Linked DNA regions of Arachis hypogaea: all the other regions are linked to region 2. Evidence: chromatin contacts called from public Hi-C data. All regions are on one chromosome and are shown on one strand. Each heading gives the region's core, a stretch centred on a gene start, on an enhancer-like site or on the middle of the called end of the contact. The rest is flanking DNA. Distances are from core to core; before and after follow the strand shown. Region 1 holds the start of LOC112720685 (tobamovirus multiplication protein 2A). Region 2 holds the start of LOC112720688 (two-component response regulator-like APRR2). Region 3 overlaps LOC112720689 (probable methyltransferase PMT14).

Region 1 (3,425 bases), core at 699-3,198, 220 kb before region 2:
GCACACACTCCGTGTCATAGATGCGACACATCCAAAACAAGAAATGACAAACAGAATCGCCCCAACACCAATAAAAGCATATAAAAACCTGCATGCATGAACACAAGCAGTGAAAGAGAGTTCAATGACAGAAGCTTGAGCTCTGTCAACTTCCTCTAATAGAAGTAGCAATGTAAATGTGGCAATAACTCAATCATTGTGGTGAATGCAGACCGAATTCATGAAGCACACAAGACTACATCTGGTATTTTTCTCTAGTTGTCTTTCTTTACTCAGCACCTTAGATGTCGCTAATCTATTTAAAACCACACATTGAAGAAATAAAAGAACTTCAAATTCACATTTTGCATAGAAATCTACACAGTTAATAAGCCAAGTCCATTATTAACTTTGATTCCTTCAACCCTGGCAATAAGAATGAACCTAATGCATCATTTGCACCAAATTAGTGAAGCGTGACTAGCCCTTCTAAAGTTTTATATGTTACATAACTAAAATCTATTAGTAGCCATCCCAAATGCTTCACATTGCAGCTCTTACTGAGCTTGATCAAATAGAAATTGAATAGGTTCAACTCCTAGGTTAGCACAAAGTTCCGATTCAATTTTACGGATTATCTTCTCCAAAGTAAGTTGGAGTGAATTTTCCTTTTCTAAAATATATAAACTAAAAAAAATAAAAAATTAAAAACCAGCAAAATATTGCAGCAGCAAAATTTATAACAAAAGAATTATTATTTCCTCATTACTCTACAACTAGTCCCGCAACACATTTCTCAATTGAAAGAAAAGAGCAGCATCCATACCAAGCCTTCGGTAAATCATCATAAATGCTGTCGGAGAGATTCACAGCTACAAGCATTGGACGGCCAAGTTGAACAAGAGTCTGATCAGTAGGAACTATTAAAGTGTCATGTGGATGGTTATTGTATTGAACCAGCAGATAAATCCCATAGCCCACCATGGCCAGACCAGCAAGGGACATAAAGAAGTTCAGAACCTTCAGAAGGCACTCCCAGCAACCCTTACAACCCATCCTCCCCTACCTATAATACCCTTCAACTCCTCAACCAGAATTCAATAATGTGACCAATTCCAACTATAATTTCTGGGGGAAAAAAACAAAAGGCATTTCCATCAGTACTAATGTCAAATAAGACCAGTAATTCAAGCAGTCAGATTCAACCTTAACAGAGACGCTGATGTCTTAACTAATGCTCCATATACAACCTTAACAAGCACAAAAAACAATGACAATCACTTAGTCACATATATTTTCAACCTTAGGGGTTCTAAGAAGACAATTGTCTAGGTCAATTGCTCTGGTATATTCTAACCCATAACCTTATTTTTTCTCATTCTTTATTCAGAAACATAATCACCTAAGAGAAAATGTTATGTCACTGAAATCAATAACATTGTTATAATTTTCCAATATGAATAATTAGGATGTCCCCAATTATTTATTTATTTATTAACATTGACCATGTTAGTTATGAGACTATCGACCAAAATTCCGACAGAATCTAGCTCAGGAAATTCGTAAGGATGCAATCTACCAAAAAAAATAAAAAAATAAAAAATAATCAACTAAGAGAAAATGTAAAAGGTTAAAATTAAAATCAAAAGAAAGGTAAGAAAAAAACAAAATGTTGATGAGAGCTGCGATACATAGAAGTGAGAATCACTCACAGTTAGAACTCCGATTGACAAAGCTTTCCCTTTTTCTGATCCTCTCGCTTCTCGAAATCGCTCAAATATAGAAAATGGAACAGCAAAGAAAGAAAAAAGAAAACGGTGACCGGAATATCAATGATTAGGAAAAAGAAAATACAATTAAATTTAATTAACTTAAATGACATTAATACCCTTGTGTGTTGCTGGTTTGGCACCCCGAACACACATTGGCGTTAAACAATTCTATTTTTCTTGTAATTTTAGCAAACTTTCAATTAATTCTTCCCCGTTTAAAAGCTTATAATTGATTTCCTGTACTAGATAAAAATTGTTAATTAATTCTTAACTAGTTAGCTTTTAAAAAGTCATAATAATATTATAATATTTGGTTTTATAATATTTTATAAATTATTTCACGTCAAATACAAAAATAAATGTTCGAATAACATTTCATATTTTTAAATAAAAATAGTTAGTAATGATCTAATTAAAAAAATCTAATACATGAATTTACTAAAAAATTTTAAATTGTAAAGACTTAATTAAAAATTTGATAAAATTATAAAGACTGATCGAATAATTAAACATAAAAAATAAATAAATTTAAAAATAATTATTTTTATTTTTCTTTTCAAGATTTAAGTTTTATAAATTATTTGTTAATTTCTCACCATAAATAACCATTTAAAAAATAATATAATTAAATAAAACTTTTAAAATATTATATATTCTTAACCTATTAAATAAAACTCAATTTTTAACTCTTTAAATATTTACACAATTATTTCTACAATCATATTATATACACCAAAAAATTAATCATCATATTATATGACCAATAATTTTATAACTCAAGTACACCTAATATAAAGAAATTAATTAATTATGTAAGTTCTTTCGTTTTCTGAAAGAGCAATAATAATTAAAATTATGTTATTATTGATTATATATTTATTAGCTAAAAAATTGTTTAGTCTATCTTTTTTTAATTATAAATAATTAAATATATAATTTGTAAATTAAATATTTTTTGGTGTACATAATGAAAGAAAAACAAAGAAAAGAAGAAAAAACAGGATTCAGGAAAATATAAATTAAGTTATGTCTTTTTGAAAAAAAATATTGTAATATTAGCATAGGATAAATCCTATCTATTACATTAGTATTTTTGCGAGCTCTATTCTTTGTCATTTGGGTCATGTCCACACCAAATAATTGATATTAAGGTGATCAGTTTCAATGTTTTAAGTCTAGTGCTTTGAATTTCTAAAATTATACTTATGAACAGTTATGCTATATTTATCATGTAGATATCCTAAACAACATAAAAACACAACTCAGAGTATACTCAGAAACATAATTAGTCCATCTCTCAGGCTCTACAAGGACGAACTGCTCTGATATCATAAATGTAATACCCTATCAATGATAGCGAGGCATTATGACACTTAGAAAAGAAAATACATATATGGTTATAAAAAGATAATATTATAACTAGGAGCCAGTAAAAAAAATTTAAACATCGAAAACTGTTAAACACACACGAACGTGTTAAATCGATAACATCGTATACAAAAATGGAATACATCATGAGTCCAAAGTGAAGATACATAATAACATATATACATGTTAATTATTAGTCTCGACCCGCGAAGAAAAGCCGGCTAAAATATTATAATACTAGGGAATATACAAAATAGAAAGGTTATTTCTCCAAATAAAAACCTCTAAGAGGAATATATAGTCATG
Region 2 (3,988 bases), core at 759-3,258:
TTTATGACACTGCTCAATGAGAAAATGAATTTTCCACCATATGAGAAATAGCTCCAAGCAACAATCACAAAAATCAAAAGCTTACAATTTTCCCGATTTCCCTAGACCTGCATAAAGTGATGGTGAAAACTGAAAAGGAAAATTCGCAATGATTTTTCTCTACTTATTTTGGAACTGATTTTTTCTAATTAATTCATTTGTCAGTGCCATTGAAAGCAGAGTGCTTATGCCATAAAAAATGGTTTTGGTTTCTTTACTTACTAATGGTTGGCAAATCCTTGGCATTCTCAAGAAATTTGAAACCTCCTTGGCCGCTGTTTATATTCACCTGCAATAATAATTGAAAGACAGCATCCCGCTCTTATGTTCCTTTCCTATTTGAACTTCACAATTACAACGATTATGATTTATAATTTGTTGTGATAAATGAAAGTTTGTTACCTCCACTATGGCAATGTGGAAGCTTTCGGATCTACTTGAGATCGCTGATAAGGCTTCATTCTCGTCGCAGAAAGCAGAAACTGCACAGAAAATTTCGAGTCTTAGTCACTAAGAAAATTTAACATAATGGGCTCGCTCAATTATCAAAATGAAAAATTTTAAGAAGAAGAAGGCATTCAATCAAATTTTATATTCTTTTCAGAGCATCTAAAATCTTAGACCAAAGTTTCCCAAGGAACCATATTAGGACTATATAAAGCCATGTTTCTTGATTTCTTAGAAATGGTGACCAACCTTAACCATCTAATTAAGGTAAAGTGGGAATATTTGCAACAAAAAAAGAATCTAATGTATAATGACGAATTTAGTATTAGACATGCCTAGACAATATAAGAAAGAAGGGATCCCAAAAGAAAGGGCTAGCTGTTGCTACCATTATAGTCCATGGCTTCAAGCTTTGGTTTTATCTCGGCCGCGGAAGCGGCGTCTCCTTCAAGGAGAAGAACCTTGAGTCCCTTTGGGAAATCCTTCCATTGTTGTAAATCATTGACAGTGCAAACCATTGCTTGCTTGGCATCGTTTCGCCGCACCCCACAGAAGAAGAAAGTGATGACAGATCAATATTACTTCTTAACCACCATCCAAATCCAATTCCTTCTGCAAATTAAGTTAACTGATCAATTGGTTCAAGGAACTATAGTAGAAACACCGTTGCATATTATGAAGCTTATAGCAGATAATAATGAAGAACATATTGTAGTGTGTAAAGATCTCATATGTTGATGGCACTTTCTAGTTTCAACAGAACAGCAATAAGACAAAGACCATGGTGATTGATTAAGATCTTACAGAAAAATAAAAATATAAAAAACACTCAAATTATTGTTGAATAATGAGAAAACGGATATAGTAGAAGAAAACTATGCGACAAAGCTAGCATTTCTTTTCAGGTAGAAACACCAGAAAATTTATAGAACCCCAGAAAGATAATAATAATAATAATAATAAAAAAAAACAAGATGATCAAACTAAAAAAGGTTAGGCATAAACATAAATATACATGATACATGCATGCACTATTATTCTAATCCAAAAGTAAACAAAAAATCCATAATCTAAACTTATCCGGAAATGAACATTTCGAAATAAAGTGAATTAGCATGCACCTAAGAATAGTAATGGAAAATCATTAAACTAAACAAACAAACAAAATAAATAAATAAATAAATAATGCTCTTTGTGAAGCCATTTTATATATAACTACCTTGACATAAATAAAGGATATTAAATATTTGATGCTTGAGATTAACTAACGCCAAAGCTAAAGTTTGTGTTACTTTTTTCTGCTCTTATTATTAAGAGGGGAGAGGGAGAGAGAGAGAGAGAGAAGAGAAGAAAGTAGAGGAAAGGGAAGAGAATTGAAGAGTATAAGAGAGGATGCCTGTGACTTTGTGAACAGTTGCTATCATGTAAGTTACGGACCACAGCAACTATGACTGAGAACCTTTCTCATAAATCTACCATTCTGCCACTTACTTCAGTGGTGAATATTCCAGCATTACATATTAATGTTATTATTCTACCAAAATTAAGACTTGTCTTTGGAGCGTAATAAGCAATTATAATCGGAGAAAAGTTGAAAGACGATTTAACTTAATATTTTTAGCCTAATAACTCAACAATATATTTTTAGTTTATGTTTTTTAACATTATTAATTAACTACTAACTAAAAATAATAAAATTTTCTAATTCTTTAACATTCTTTATTATCATAATAGTTCAACTATGGAGAGAATTTTCTTTCGGCCAATTAATATCGGCAAACTTTTTTAAATTATTTTTTATTTTAAATTTAAATATTAAATAACTATCAATTTTAAATTCTAAATTATATAAAAAATAGAATTTTATAAATAAAAATAAATTAACTAATATTAATTAATTAAAAATTAATTTTTCATATTTATTCTTTTCGTCATATTTCTTAAATGTTTATTAAAAAGACACACATAATGATAAGAAGGATTTATTAGATTATTTATCAATAATTTACTGAAAAAACTCTAGAGTAAAATTTGAATTTACTTTCTTAAAATATATTACTGAATCTGAATCTTTATTTTTATTTATTAGAGTTAAACTTGAAATTATTTTACAAGATATATTATTAATATAATATCTAAAATTTTATATTGCTAATAAAATAATTTCAAAATATACGAATAATAAATAAGCTCTCAAAATATTTTAAAACATAACCAAAAAATAACATATTAAATATATATTTTTTAAAAAAATTTTAGAGATTAGATTTTGATATTATTCTTTATAAACATTATTAAAAAAATAAAATAATTTTATCTTTAAAATTTGATGATTTTACACATTAAATAAATATTATTTTTTTATTTATAAATGACCAAAATATTTTTAAAAAATAAAAAATAAATAAATTAGAGCTCAAATTTTGCTATAATTTTTTATATGTACTAGAATTCTAAATAAACTAAATGTTTGCACGAAAATTCCAATCAAATCGAAAAATAGTTTGCCATTTATAAATAATATGATAACTTTAGTATTTTTGTCATAATTTTTAAATTATTCGTGAGGTTATTTATCATTCATCACTTTTAAGATTAATTTTATAATATATTTTTTAAGAAGAGATATATTAGAGTTAAACACAAAATCTCACACCAAAATAAAATACATAAACAATATTAATCCTAAACCACAAATTCTACTACTTTAAAATTGCGCTTAAATATAAAATTTATCTAATTATTGAAACAGATACAAACACACAAAATTCTTTCAATACTATTATTAATTGATTTTAATATCTAAGTCCAATTAAATTTGTTTAATAAATTAAAACAGATATAAATACACAAAATCTTTTAGTGTTATGAGTAAGTGGTTTTAAAATAAGTCTAACTAAATTTATTCAATGATTCATCGGCTCAAAGCCTACCATATTGAGGCGGTATGTCGACATGTACAAAATCAATCCAGACTTGGTATATCAATATCATGTTAAGATTTAGACGGTGTTGATTTGATTTTTATTTTTTTATTTTATTTAATTTTATTTAAATAATTTAAAATTTTAAAATTATAATTTTTTTAATTTAAATTATTAGACACAAGAGAGTAATATAAAGGAATGTATTATTCAGGTTGTGTGTAAAAATACAATTTACAAGAGGTATATATAGATGTTAGAAAAATTAGAATAATAAAAGCATAGAATCCTATAATTAATATACAGATATGTTATATAAATATAAATGATACTAATTATTCTCTAACATCCCCCTTCAAACTCAAGTGGGAGTTAAGGATACCATCTTGTGTTTGGATATCGGAGTCTAAAAATGAGTCGGATGATGAGTCTTCGTAAAGATATCAGCAGTCTGATCCAATGTTCCAACAGTAATGAGACGAACAACATTAATAATGATACCTTGCCGAACAAAGTGATAATCAATCTCAATGTGTTTGGTGCATTCATGAAACACACCATTATGGGCAATCTGAATA
Region 3 (3,966 bases), core at 1,227-3,726, 200 kb after region 2:
CGAAGGTTATGAAAATCCTATAAAGCACGGACGGACACGACACTCACTGACATTCGTCCGACACGCGTGTCAGCTGTGTCCAACTGTATCTTAATAAAAAGTAAAAAATTATTCTCCGGACAAGCTTGGACACACCTAAATACTATCACGTGTCAGCGTGTCTAGTCTTATTCTTAACATATATTCTTGAAATAAATTTAGATATAGTATATATTATTATTTATTAAAACAAAAAATATTTTAAATATTTGATATAATTAAAATAAGATATTAAAAATAATTATAAAAATTTATTTATATTTTAATATCAATAAAATATCAAAATATCATTACGATTTATCTAAAAAATAATTTATATTTTATATGTATGTGTATCCCCGTGTCTTATAAAATTTTAAAATTTGCGTGTCGGCGTGTCTCGTATCGTGTCGTGTCTCGTGTCCGTGCATCATAGTGAAAATCAAACTAATTGCTGAATTGATGATTAAAGGTTCTAAAAATCAAATCATTGATGAAATTAGAAGTTTAAAAATTTAAAGTTATAATTAAAATTTAACCGAAATTAAATTTGATATATTAAAACAGTATATTTATATATAAAATATATTTTTTCAATAAAAAAAAACTTTCTAATCAAATAACTGCAAAAAAAAATCATATCAATTTAACTGGTTTATTAACTTTTTTGACAAATATTTTTTATTTTTGGTTGATTCAGTCACAACCATTTTTTTTTGCCATGATCAGACCAATTTGGTGATCAATTTTCAGTTTAATCTGATTGAACTAATTAGTTTGGTCCAGCTCAAAACCATGGAATTTTCAAACGGATATGCATGTTCACAAGTTGATGATATTTTAGAACAAAGATTTTTTTTTTAAACTTAAAAAGTAAAAGAAAAAGAACGAGTGAAAAATAGGGAGAAATCTATTTTAAATTTTTAACCTTCAAGCCTCTCCTTTGCCTTTCTTTTTTTTTCCCTTTAATATCTCAACCCACAAACACGAGTTAAATCTCAATTTGACCCTGAAATTTAGTCCGATGCTCAAAATGATCCCCATAATTTCGTTGGCCCCAATTAGAACCCTCAAATTTGTAATCGTGGTTCTGGCTTGCCCTTGCGATCATTTCCGTCACCGGAATACTGATCTGACACAATTGCATGATTGGTGGACACTACTTAAACGATGGTGCATTGGTTTCGCGTTCAAACCCTTTGGAAACCACGTAGTGTAAGGGTTTTGTTGATGTTTTGCAACTTATGATCGTCGTAGTGAAAAGAAAGAGAGTTTTAACCCACAAAAAACTGAAACGACGCATTTTCCGAAGGGTTTGGGCACAAAACCAATACGCTGTCGTTTAAGTAGTGTCTACCGTGTCATGCAATTGCATCAGATCAGCATTCCAGTGACGAAAATAATCGCAGGGACAAGCCAGAGCCACGATAATAAATTTGGGGATTCTAATTGGGACCAACTAAATTATGGGGATCATTTTGAGCATCGAACGAAATTTTATGGGCCAAATTGAGATTTAACTCTACAAACACACTCTTAAAACCGAAAAACGAATAGTGGGATTTCAATGCTTCAATATTCCTTCACCATTATTATTCAACAGAATATCTTTAGATTAAATTATCTTGGTAGCCGAACTTGTGCTAATCTATATCTAAATAAACTTAATAAGACTAGTTAAGACCTATTTTATCTACACTTGTATAAGGCAGGCGTAGAATAAGCTTACATAACCAATCTTTTGCTTTTACTTTGCACTATAACAATTTCTATTTTTTTTTTCCTCTTTTTTTTTTTACCCTTTTCTTTTTGCACCATTCCTTAATGGCTCTGAAACCTTGATGGTTGCTGCATGCTGAGACCTGAGAGACAAGTTTCACTTTCATACCCCAAAACAATGCAATGGTTTTATTCCTCACTGGAGGTGCTGTTATTGCTGCTGGCAACCCAGTATTCTTTAACAGCAACCAATATCTTCTCAGGCACAAGAGGGCCATCCTCATGATCCACCATTTTGGCTTCCCATCTCATCCCCCCAACAATTTTCTTGACCTTGTTCAGGACATCGACTTCGTCTCTGATGATGACGACTCCTTCGGGTCTTAGGATTCGGTCCATTTCAATAAGGATGTCTTCCAGGTTGCACCTGTTCAAACAACTCATCAACATTTAAAAGTAAAAAGTAGAGATAAGGATAACCCTAAACCCTAAACACTAAAGGACTATTAAGGTTTGTCATCAACTTAATGGGATTATTATGATTTATAAAACAAGGTTAACATGTTCAAAGGACTAACGAATCCCAAACTAAAAGTAAAATATGTCCAAATTATGCTTTTAAAGATTTTTTTTTTTTTGGTGTCCAAATTATGCTTTTAAAGATTTAAAACCATATATTGGGCCTCCTGCAAAGGCCTGAAGCTTGAAATAGGTTGGTCCGTGATAAATGTTTTAGCTCATGGCAAATTGGCAATTAACAGGAGGAGCCTATTTAGCTTTTTCACATGGACTAGGCCTTGTGAATTGTTATGCATTTCAAATAATGGAATTTGGGCTCACCTAAAATGAGTGATGCAATTTAAGATCCTAAGGCCTGTTTGGTTTGAGAATTCGTTTTCTATTTTCGGCATTTTATGAAGAAAAAAATAACTAAAAGCAATAAAATCTTGTTTTCTAGTTTCATTTTTTTTTTTACAAAATCCTAAAATAGAAAACAATGAAAACACAAACTTAACAGGTCCTAAGAGTGGGTTTGTGAGTTGGAATTTTCGAGGGAAAGGTAAGAGGAAAGGAAGACTAGTGCTAAATTTTGAATTTTTACTCCCCTTCCCTCCATTATTCTAACTCACAAACAACCCCCTAAAGCGCATCCTCTAACTACCAACAAGGCCCTTTGAGGACAGCGCAGATGGCATTTGACAGTGCCTTGTGATAGGTATATCCGGGAAGTATGGTGAAACGTATTTAACAAGTGCACAATCTAAACATTTTACCAACAATTTAGAAATCCTCAATTTTTGAGAAACTACTGCATTGAATTACTGTTGCAAGATCCCAAAAGAAGAAAAAAAGTATTATATGTAACATCTAGAAAAGGGACTTGAGTTTGCATTATATGCCAAGAAAATCGAATCAGAGCTTGTTTCTACTTTCAATGAGATATAATCTTAGAATCCACATACTATGATTATGCACATGGAAGAGGAGGAAGAAACTTACGAGTCCTGGTACATGCTAAATAAACCATTTGCATGAATGAGATCATATGTCCTGGGGTATGTAGAAAAGCCTTCACACCTGAAGAAAGAAGAAAACTGACATTAAATAATGCATAGTCATAGTGCATAACTTGCTTCAACCAATAAACTGATTAGCAAAATTCATAGCATGTTCAATTATCTGTAGCCGTCATATGAAATACAATACAGCGACATACCATTATTTGAAGTAACAGTACCAATATCTATTTTCAAGTGGCTCCAGAATATGGAGAAGAAGAACAATATGCTAATTTGAAGCCCATTTTGCCTTGCAGTGGTCAAATGAATAATCATACAAAAACCCACCATGAAATGTCGAGATAAATAATTTTTGAAGTATAGGGAAGACAACTTGCATGGAAAAATTCACATGAAATAAGAATACTTGTAGGAGTATTAAGAGAACTCTTAGAAACTTACCAGTCATGGTAAATGCCAATCAGACCTCTCTCGTAAATAACACCTAAGGTGTTCTTAGCACTCGTGGGCACAACATTCATAACCCAGGATTTTGGTGATTCAAGTGCAGCTGCAAATCCTCCAAGCTCTGCATTCATGTCCATCACATTTCGATATCTGGTAGTGCCAATCAACTTGTTCATTCTTTTGTAAGCATTAACATGCTTTTTCCATAATTTGTTGTCCTCTTCATAAGATTCAGCTGTAACATCGGGAACAATGCCCTTAG

What was found. Hi-C and Micro-C count contacts between places; a contact is called where the count stands out from the background.
Region 1: a Hi-C map of leaf shows a contact between it and region 2, with 3 times the contacts expected there. The contact joins the promoter of LOC112720685 here to the promoter of LOC112720688 in region 2. A contact is called at or near these places in 2 of 8 Hi-C or Micro-C datasets (both in leaf).
Region 3: a Hi-C map of leaf shows a contact between it and region 2, with 7 times the contacts expected there. The contact joins the enhancer-like site here to the promoter of LOC112720688 in region 2. A contact is called at or near these places in 5 of 8 Hi-C or Micro-C datasets (leaf and an unstated tissue).

What each region holds. Positions count from the first base shown.
Region 1 is chr11:36,106,460-36,109,884 of arahy.Tifrunner.gnm2.J5K5, forward strand. LOC112720685 (tobamovirus multiplication protein 2A) reads right to left here and starts at 1,949. Exons shown (of 7, transcript XM_025771720.2): 1 at 1,692-1,949; 2 at 806-1,107; 3 at 1-88. The coding sequence starts at 1,035.
Region 2 is chr11:36,326,775-36,330,762 of arahy.Tifrunner.gnm2.J5K5, forward strand. LOC112720688 (two-component response regulator-like APRR2) reads right to left here and starts at 2,009. Exons shown (of 12, transcript XM_072206721.1): 1 at 1,883-2,009; 2 at 875-1,098; 3 at 442-521; 4 at 262-328. The coding sequence starts at 1,004.
Region 3 is chr11:36,521,750-36,525,715 of arahy.Tifrunner.gnm2.J5K5, forward strand. LOC112720689 (probable methyltransferase PMT14) reads right to left here. Exons shown (of 7, transcript XM_025771729.2): 5 at 3,699-3,966; 6 at 3,238-3,315; 7 at 1,555-2,164. The coding sequence ends at 1,927. Among protein-coding and RNA genes, the nearest start is that of TRNAK-CUU, 3.1 kb to the left of the region's middle. Within about 2 kb of position 2,477, at least 2 of the 3 cell types and tissues checked have open chromatin away from gene starts, as enhancers often do.